2 separate regions of the Mus musculus genome follow, and region 2 is linked to region 1. Evidence: chromatin contacts called from public HiChIP or PLAC-seq data. All regions are on one chromosome and are shown on one strand. Each heading gives the region's core, a stretch centred on a gene start, on an enhancer-like site or on the middle of the called end of the contact. The rest is flanking DNA. Distances are from core to core; before and after follow the strand shown. Region 1 holds the start of Mmd2 (monocyte to macrophage differentiation-associated 2). Region 2 overlaps Wipi2 (WD repeat domain, phosphoinositide interacting 2).

Region 1 (3,449 bases), core at 443-2,942:
ACTCGTCTACCATGCACAAGGCACTGGGTTCAGTCCCCAGCATTGCATCCATAAACCTAACCCAGCACTTAGATCGGGAATTTGAGACCATCCCCAGCTGTGAGTTAGGGACCAGCTTAGGATCCACAGAACAGAGGCTCTGGAGACTGGAACATCCAAGTCTATTGCTGGCTTCAGTTCTGGGGCAGTAAATCTGCAAGTGTGCAGAGAAATGGTGAGCCTGGAGGCTCACCATTTACTCAAGTGAAACAGTTCTATCTCCTACGACCGGGTCTTTTCTCAAAGGCCTATCTCTCCATCCGCCACAGAGGCAATCACATCTCCATGAGCAGCCAGGCATACCAGCCCACACTTGTAATCCCAGCCTTCAGGAGGCTGAGGCCAAAGGACTGCTGTCCGTGTAAGGCTGACCTGGGCCACATAGTGTGTTTCAGAGAAGCCTGGGCTACTAGGCTATAGAATGAGACATTTTTTAAAAATAAAATTAAAAAAAGGACTAGGAAAGGCATGACAAGATGGCTCAGCAAGTCACGGAGTTTGCCACAAAAGCCTGGAGACCAGGGTTCAATCTCTGGAATTCATAGATAGTGGGAAGGAAAGATTCAACTCCACAACATTGTCTGACCTCCATATATGTGTGGGGTACACAACCCCACATGCAATAAAAATAATAGTAATAATAATGATACTCGTTCAAGACAACCAAATCAAATCAAAATGCACACCAGATAATGAAAACTTCGTATTAAAAAAACACAATGCAAAATAACTCACAACTAACGTGTTCAGATGGGAATCAGGTATACAAAATGTTAACTAAAATATACTCTTGTGAGTCCCAGCCCTAATTTCAGCATCCAGGGGGGCTAAGGCTGAAGAATTAAGTTCAAGACAAGCCTGGGCTACATAGTGAGATCAAGGCCAGCCTAGGGTATGTAGCAAGACTGTCTCGAAAACAGGAAAAGAAGGACCAGTGTTCCCGAGCTAGACAGAGCTCTGTGAGGTCAAAGGACAGCTTGGTCTACAAAGGAGGGTCCAAGCCAGCCAGGACTACTATAGTGAGACCTGACTCAAAAAATAAATAAATAAAATAAAAGAAAGAAAAGAAAAGAAATCTGGGTTCAGGGAGGACCCCAGAGAGCTCCACAGGGATGGAGCAGTTCCCCCACCCTTAGATTTGCTTTCTAAGGATCATCTCATATAATCCTCCGTGGTTCCGAATGGTGGAGACTCTCAGAGTTCACCGGGTCGCAAATGTGGAAACTGAGCTTTGGACCGAAGAAGCACCTCGCCCAGGGGAAAAAGGAAACTCGGAGAATCCGCTGCGCTGAGCGCAAAAGCGGGGTGACAATTACCACTCCGTTATGAAGAAGCTGGGTTGTTCTAGCCCCAGGCAACGGGGTCTGTGCATCGAGCCCAGTTCTCCAGACAGTGGGGAAAGGAAAGAAGGATCTTGGTGTCCTGGCCCCTGTCTATCACCCCCTGACCCGCTACTCACCTTGCATATTTGGTTTTCTGGAAATCCAGCAGCCTGGCCAGAGTGAACATCGCCGCGGTTCCATCAGCGCCCAGACCAGGGCTGGGACGCGGGAACACCAGGAGCCGCTTCGGGAGGCGCAGCAGGTTGGAAAGGTGTCAGATCCTCGGGCTGCTCCAGGGCCTTGAACAGACCCGATCAGTTGCCTCCGGAGCCCCGAGCCCCTGAGCCTGGAGTCTCCCGGATCGCAAATCCCGAGCAGATGGTGGCGGGGGCGGGGCGGGGGCGGGATATGGGGGGGACTTGGGCGCACGCTGCCAATCGCCCGGCTGGGAGGCCCCCTCCCTCCTGCTAGCTTCTCCCCGGGTCCCCTCCACCCCATTGCTGTTCTAGCCAGCAGAAGACAGCTTGGACTAGACTGAACTGCCTCTGTTACGGCTTGCCATCCGGGCAGCACTGCAAAGCCACAGGGGACGCCTGGGGACCGAACTAGGTGGCACCCTCAGTTTACTTATTGCAGGCTCTTAGCCCTGAATCCACCCTACCATCCAGGACTCTGTGTCTCTAGGAACCATCTTGCTCCACCCCCTCCCATTCCACCTTCGCCGCTGCTCCCCTCCCCCCTGCCCCCTGCCCCAATCCCCATTCACATCCACATCCCAGTACCAAGATGGGGACATTCCATCATGTTCAGAATCTACAGCCCCAAGTCTATCCTCATGTCTTCAAACTCCAGTTTTCTTTTTATTATTACTTTATTGCATTTTAATATTTTAAAGCATTTATTTTTAATTTATGTGTGTATATGTGCGCAGGGTGGGGGTGGGGCTATGTGCATATGTGAGTGCAAGTGTGTGGAGATAAGAAGTCTGGGATCCCCAGGAGCGGGAGTTAGGGGCAGTTGTGAGGCAACCGAAGCGGGTGTTGGGATTCGAACTCCAATCCTCTGTATGCACAGGAAGCACTCAACCGCTGAGCAAGCTCTCCAGCCGCCTGCAGTTACGTATTTATCATGCGTGTAGAGGGCAGAAGGCAACTTGCAGGAGTTAGCTTTGTTCCTACACCATGGACAACTTAGGGACAAAACTCAGGTCTTCCGGCTTGAAGACAAGCATCTTTACCTGTTGAGCTGGCTCACCAGCCACCAGATTCAGCTTTCTGCTTTAGGGGGGGGCGTGACATCTTTGGAGGACGTGGGAACCCAATCTGTCTCTGAACATTTTGAACACCCCTTGAGGGAGCTGCAGGGGCAAGATGGTCTTTGGTGTTCATGACAGCTACTATTGTTGACTTTCCACTTGGCAGGATCTAGAATCACCAAAGATACAACCTCTGGGCATGTCTGTGAGGGATCTTATTGGTTGGGTAAGGGAAGGAAGGCCACCCCTAAATGTGAGCTGGACCTTGATCCTGGGCTGGGGGCTGGCCTTGAATAAAAGAAATATTGTGAACTTAATGCCAGAGTTCCTGTCTCCTAGATTCTTTTTGTTGTTGGTGGTGGCGGTTTTGTTTTTAGAGATAGGGTTTCTCTGGGTCGCCCTGGCTACCACTCTGTAGACCAGGCTGCCCTTGAACTCAGAGATCCACTTACCTCTGCCTCAATGCTGGGATTAAAGGTGTGCATCACCCCGGCCCAGCATCTCTCTGCTTCTTGACCATGTATGCAAGGTGACCAGATGGGTCCCCAAATTGACGACAAGTCCTCTCCTCCTCCACCATGGCTTCCCCCTTCCTAAGTCCATAGCCCCCTGATCGTCTCAATTTGCTTATTTTTACCCAGTGCTACAGGTTGAATTCAGGCTCCAGCACATGCTAGATGGACACTCCATGATTAGATTACATCTCTGGTCCCCTTTCACTTTTTTTTTTTTTTTTTTCAGATAGCCAGGCAAACTTACTCAAGCTGGCCTTGAACCCACTCTGTAGCCCAGGCTGACAGTGAACTTGTGATCCTCCTATCTTCGGCCTCCCA
Region 2 (3,449 bases), core at 604-3,103, 61 kb after region 1:
TTTGATTGTTTGCTATTTGGGGGGAAGGTGTGGTCTCACACTACACCCCAGGCCCTGGAACTCACTATATAGCCCAGGCTGGTCTCAGACTCAAAGTAGTCCCCCTGCCTCAACTTCCTGTGAGTTGGAATTACAGGTACTGCTGTGCTAGGCTCCATTCTCAGCTCTATAGAATAAAAAGTTGAGGTCCTCAAATCTGCATTCTAAAGAACAGAGCCTAACAGTGGAGCCCAAGGGCGTGGCTGTGGCTTCTGCATGACTATGGCTTTAGGTGCAGGGGTTTTGGAGTAGGAAATCTGGATAATGTTGGGGTACCAGGTTAATCCAGCCGGATAAGAGGGACTACAGGTAGCTGCCTTCAGGCCTGTGTGGTTATGTCTGGTAGAGTATATCTGCAGGGTGCCTGTAGCTAAATCTGCTGAGGTTCCCTGTTTCTGCTGTTCAAGGATAGCTAATCACATAATTGGGGTTTGAGGGGCGCCCACTGTTAGCTCTGGCTGCTGTTGGCACCTGTGCCCTGGAGCATCCGAGGAGCCAAACAGTATGAGGCAGGGTTAGGCTGCGTGTGCTGGACTTTAAACTATGAATTTTCTGGACCCTAATAACATGGGACCCCAGCCTGTGGCCTAGTTCAGTGACTGCTTCACTGGGAGACTAAAACTGGCCTTCACAGGAACCGACTGTGGGAAGCACACGGGGCTGATTGGGAGCCGGGGTTTCCTGGAACCAAAGAGTGTGGCTGTTGTGCTGGTGACCTTGGCTTTGTGCTCTGGGTTTGGAGCTCAGCTCCCTCTGCTGAGGCCTCTCTAGGGAGCTGGGGTCTCACAGACAGTGGAGTTCACGTCTCCCTAAAGCATAGGTTTCCTCACTTGGAAACTTGGTTAGAAAAAGGCCGCTCCTGGGGTCTGGGGCTGTGCCTTCCATCAGTGGTCTTGCCAGGCTGTGCAAATTTGGTGAGCCTTCCTCTCTTGGGACAGATGTGCCCGTGCATCCCACAGAGGTCAGAAAAGCAAAGGATTAGGCTGTGACCTCAGGCAATCTGTACAGCACTCGCAGGCCTCAGGTGAGGGAGGAGAGAGTGGCTGGCTGAGGTCAGCACTCACTGTTGGGATGCACACGGTAGAGCCAAGCCTCAGCAGGGCTCAGGTTCAAAGGTAAGAACATTTTGGAATCCGGTGTGGCACACACCTGTAATCCCAGCAGTCAAGAGAGTGAGGCAGGAGCATGGCTGTAAATTTGAGGCCAGTCTAGACTATATACTCCTGGGCAAACCTGGCCTACAGAGTGAGACCCTGTCTCAAAAAACCAAAGGATGATGACTTTAAGAAAAGAAAGAAACAAAACAAAAACAACGGGGAATGGGAGTTGTAAAACCCCCCAAAATTTTAAGATTAGTATGGATTGGGACCAAAGCTTTTGTATTTTCTCAGACAATGAAAGCAAGAGTTGGAGTCCCTTGTCCTGCCTACACCAACAAGTGTGAGCTAGGGGCAGGTCTCAGGGGTCTGAGGTTGGACTGTACGAGAACCCTACCTCACAGGGCTGTTGTGAGGTGTGTGGGGGCATGTCCTGTGGGTACCCAGTGCTGGGGCTGGCCAGCAGTGGACTCCAATAAACACTAAAACTGAAAGCTCCCAGAGTCAAGTGCATGGTTTTTGTTCAGCTCTGCTCTCTGCCTACAAAGCTAGGTGGAAGATGGTCTTGCAGTGGAGGGTGTGTGGAGGGAGCCTGTCTCGCCTGGGCCGTGACTGCAGGGTTGAGACCACAAGTTTCAGCAATGTCCTGCCTAGCCCACCTGGAACATCCCAACCCTGCCCTCTTGTGGATTCTGGGAGCTTCAAGGCTGCAGCTCCTGCCAAATCGGCTTGGTAACTTGGCTCTCACAGTTTGACTTGGAGACGAGGCTCGACAGCAGGTGTGTTACTTGGAAAAGACCAGAGTATTTTGGTCACAGCTCAGCTATGACGAGGACTGTGTGCCTTGCTCAGCTCCACTCTCCGTGGTTCTTTTTGTTTTATTTTTGAAATGATCTTACAACTTAGCCCAGGCTGCAGTCAGATTTAAGATGGTGTGCCTCTGCCTGCCTTGTCCTGGAACTACAGGCCCAAGCCAGCACATCCGAGCTTTTATCAAGACATCATAAAGATGCATGCTCCAATGGCCCCGTGCCCCCAGTCGTTGTAGCTCCTGCCCTCTGCATGCTAGCAATGACCAGATCACTTGTTCGGAACATCTGGTGTCCCAGGTGTGAGGAGAGCTGGACCAAGTGCCCTCCTCACACTGTGCGAGAAGTGTCTCCCCGGGGGATGAAGCCTGTTGGAAATGCATACTAACAACTGCCTGCTGAGCACAAGGGCTTTATTGATTGAGTTCTTGCCCTACTGTAATCTTTGACCTGTCTTAGACTATATTTGTACTCTGTGGGGTTTGGGAAACCCAAGGGAAAGAAAAGGAACAACTCTGGATTTGGAGGCAAGATCAACTCTTCTTTGGCGTCTGACAAGGAATAGCATTTTATTTTGAAAAATTAAACCTTTTTCAAGCTGATTCAAGGGGACTGTCCTGATCCCCTCCGCCTGTCTAATTCTATACTGGGATGCATCTGAAAAGCATTCATTTCTACCTTTCCTTCTAAGGTAAAGGTATTTCAGGTACGTGTGTTTGTGAGTGCCTGTTTTCTGTCTGTGGCTCTGTCTCCCCCCCACCCCTCCCCAAGCCACAGTGATTACAAGTCTCCATATCAGAGCTGGGTAATATGGTACATGCCTGTTATCCCAATATTAGGGAGGAGTCAGAAGGATCAGAAATTTAAGGACATCCTCAGCTACACAGAATCTGAGCTGCATCAATACCCTGTGTCACCAGGCAGCCGAGGTGCACACCTTTAACCTCAGCACTTGGGTGACAGAAGCAGATGGACCCAGCCTGGTCTAAAGTTCTAGGATAGCCAGGGCTACATAGAGAAACTGTCTCAGGGTGGGGAGCAGGGGGTGGAGGGGACCCTATCTCAGTGGGCTGAAGAGAGCGTGGGGGTTAAAAGCATTGTTGGCCCTTCCAGAGGACCCAGTTTTAGTTCCCAGCACCACATGGTAGCACACAAACTGTCTACAATTCAGGGGATCTGAAGTCCTCTTTTTGGTACCAGCCACTTAGGTAGTTCCTATAATTTTTTTTTCTAGTTTTTCAAAACAGGGTTTCTCTGTGTAGCCCTGGCTGTCCTGGAACTCACGCTGTAGACCAGGCTGGCCTCGAACTCAGAAATCCACCTGCCTCTGCCTCCCAAGTGCTGCGATTAAAGGTGTGCGCCACCACCGCCTGGCTCCTATACATTTATATAGGCATTAACACCTATTTTTTAAAATGACTTAGAAATGGCCTCTGGTTAAGAGTGCTTGCTGCTCCCGCAGACGACCTGAGTTTTCCCCAGAACCCACATCAGCTCGCAGCCA

What was found. HiChIP or PLAC-seq counts read pairs in DNA pulled down with a chosen protein or histone mark.
Region 2: an H3K4me3 HiChIP or PLAC-seq map of embryonic stem cells shows a contact between it and region 1, with 44 read pairs. The contact joins the enhancer-like site here to the promoter of Mmd2 in region 1. A contact is called at or near these places in 1 of 39 promoter capture datasets (pre-B cells), 1 of 484 Hi-C or Micro-C datasets (CD8 T cells), 2 of 115 datasets of contacts at active chromatin or transcription factors (both in embryonic stem cells) and 1 of 9 other capture datasets (adipose tissue).

Annotation. Positions count from the first base shown.
Region 1 is chr5:142,607,060-142,610,508 of GRCm38.p6, forward strand. It overlaps Mmd2 (monocyte to macrophage differentiation-associated 2), which reads right to left and starts at 1,693. Exons shown (of 7, transcript NM_175217.6): 1 at 1,499-1,693. The coding sequence starts at 1,548.
Region 2 is chr5:142,668,043-142,671,491 of GRCm38.p6, forward strand. Wipi2 (WD repeat domain, phosphoinositide interacting 2) reads left to right here. Exons shown (of 12, transcript NM_178398.4): 12 at 1-1,330. Among named protein-coding and RNA genes, the nearest start is that of Gm40352, 23 kb to the right of the region's middle. Within about 2 kb of position 1,854, at least 17 of the 459 cell types and tissues checked have an H3K27ac peak or open chromatin away from gene starts, as enhancers often do. A contact at or near this core is called in embryonic stem cells, where this site is marked.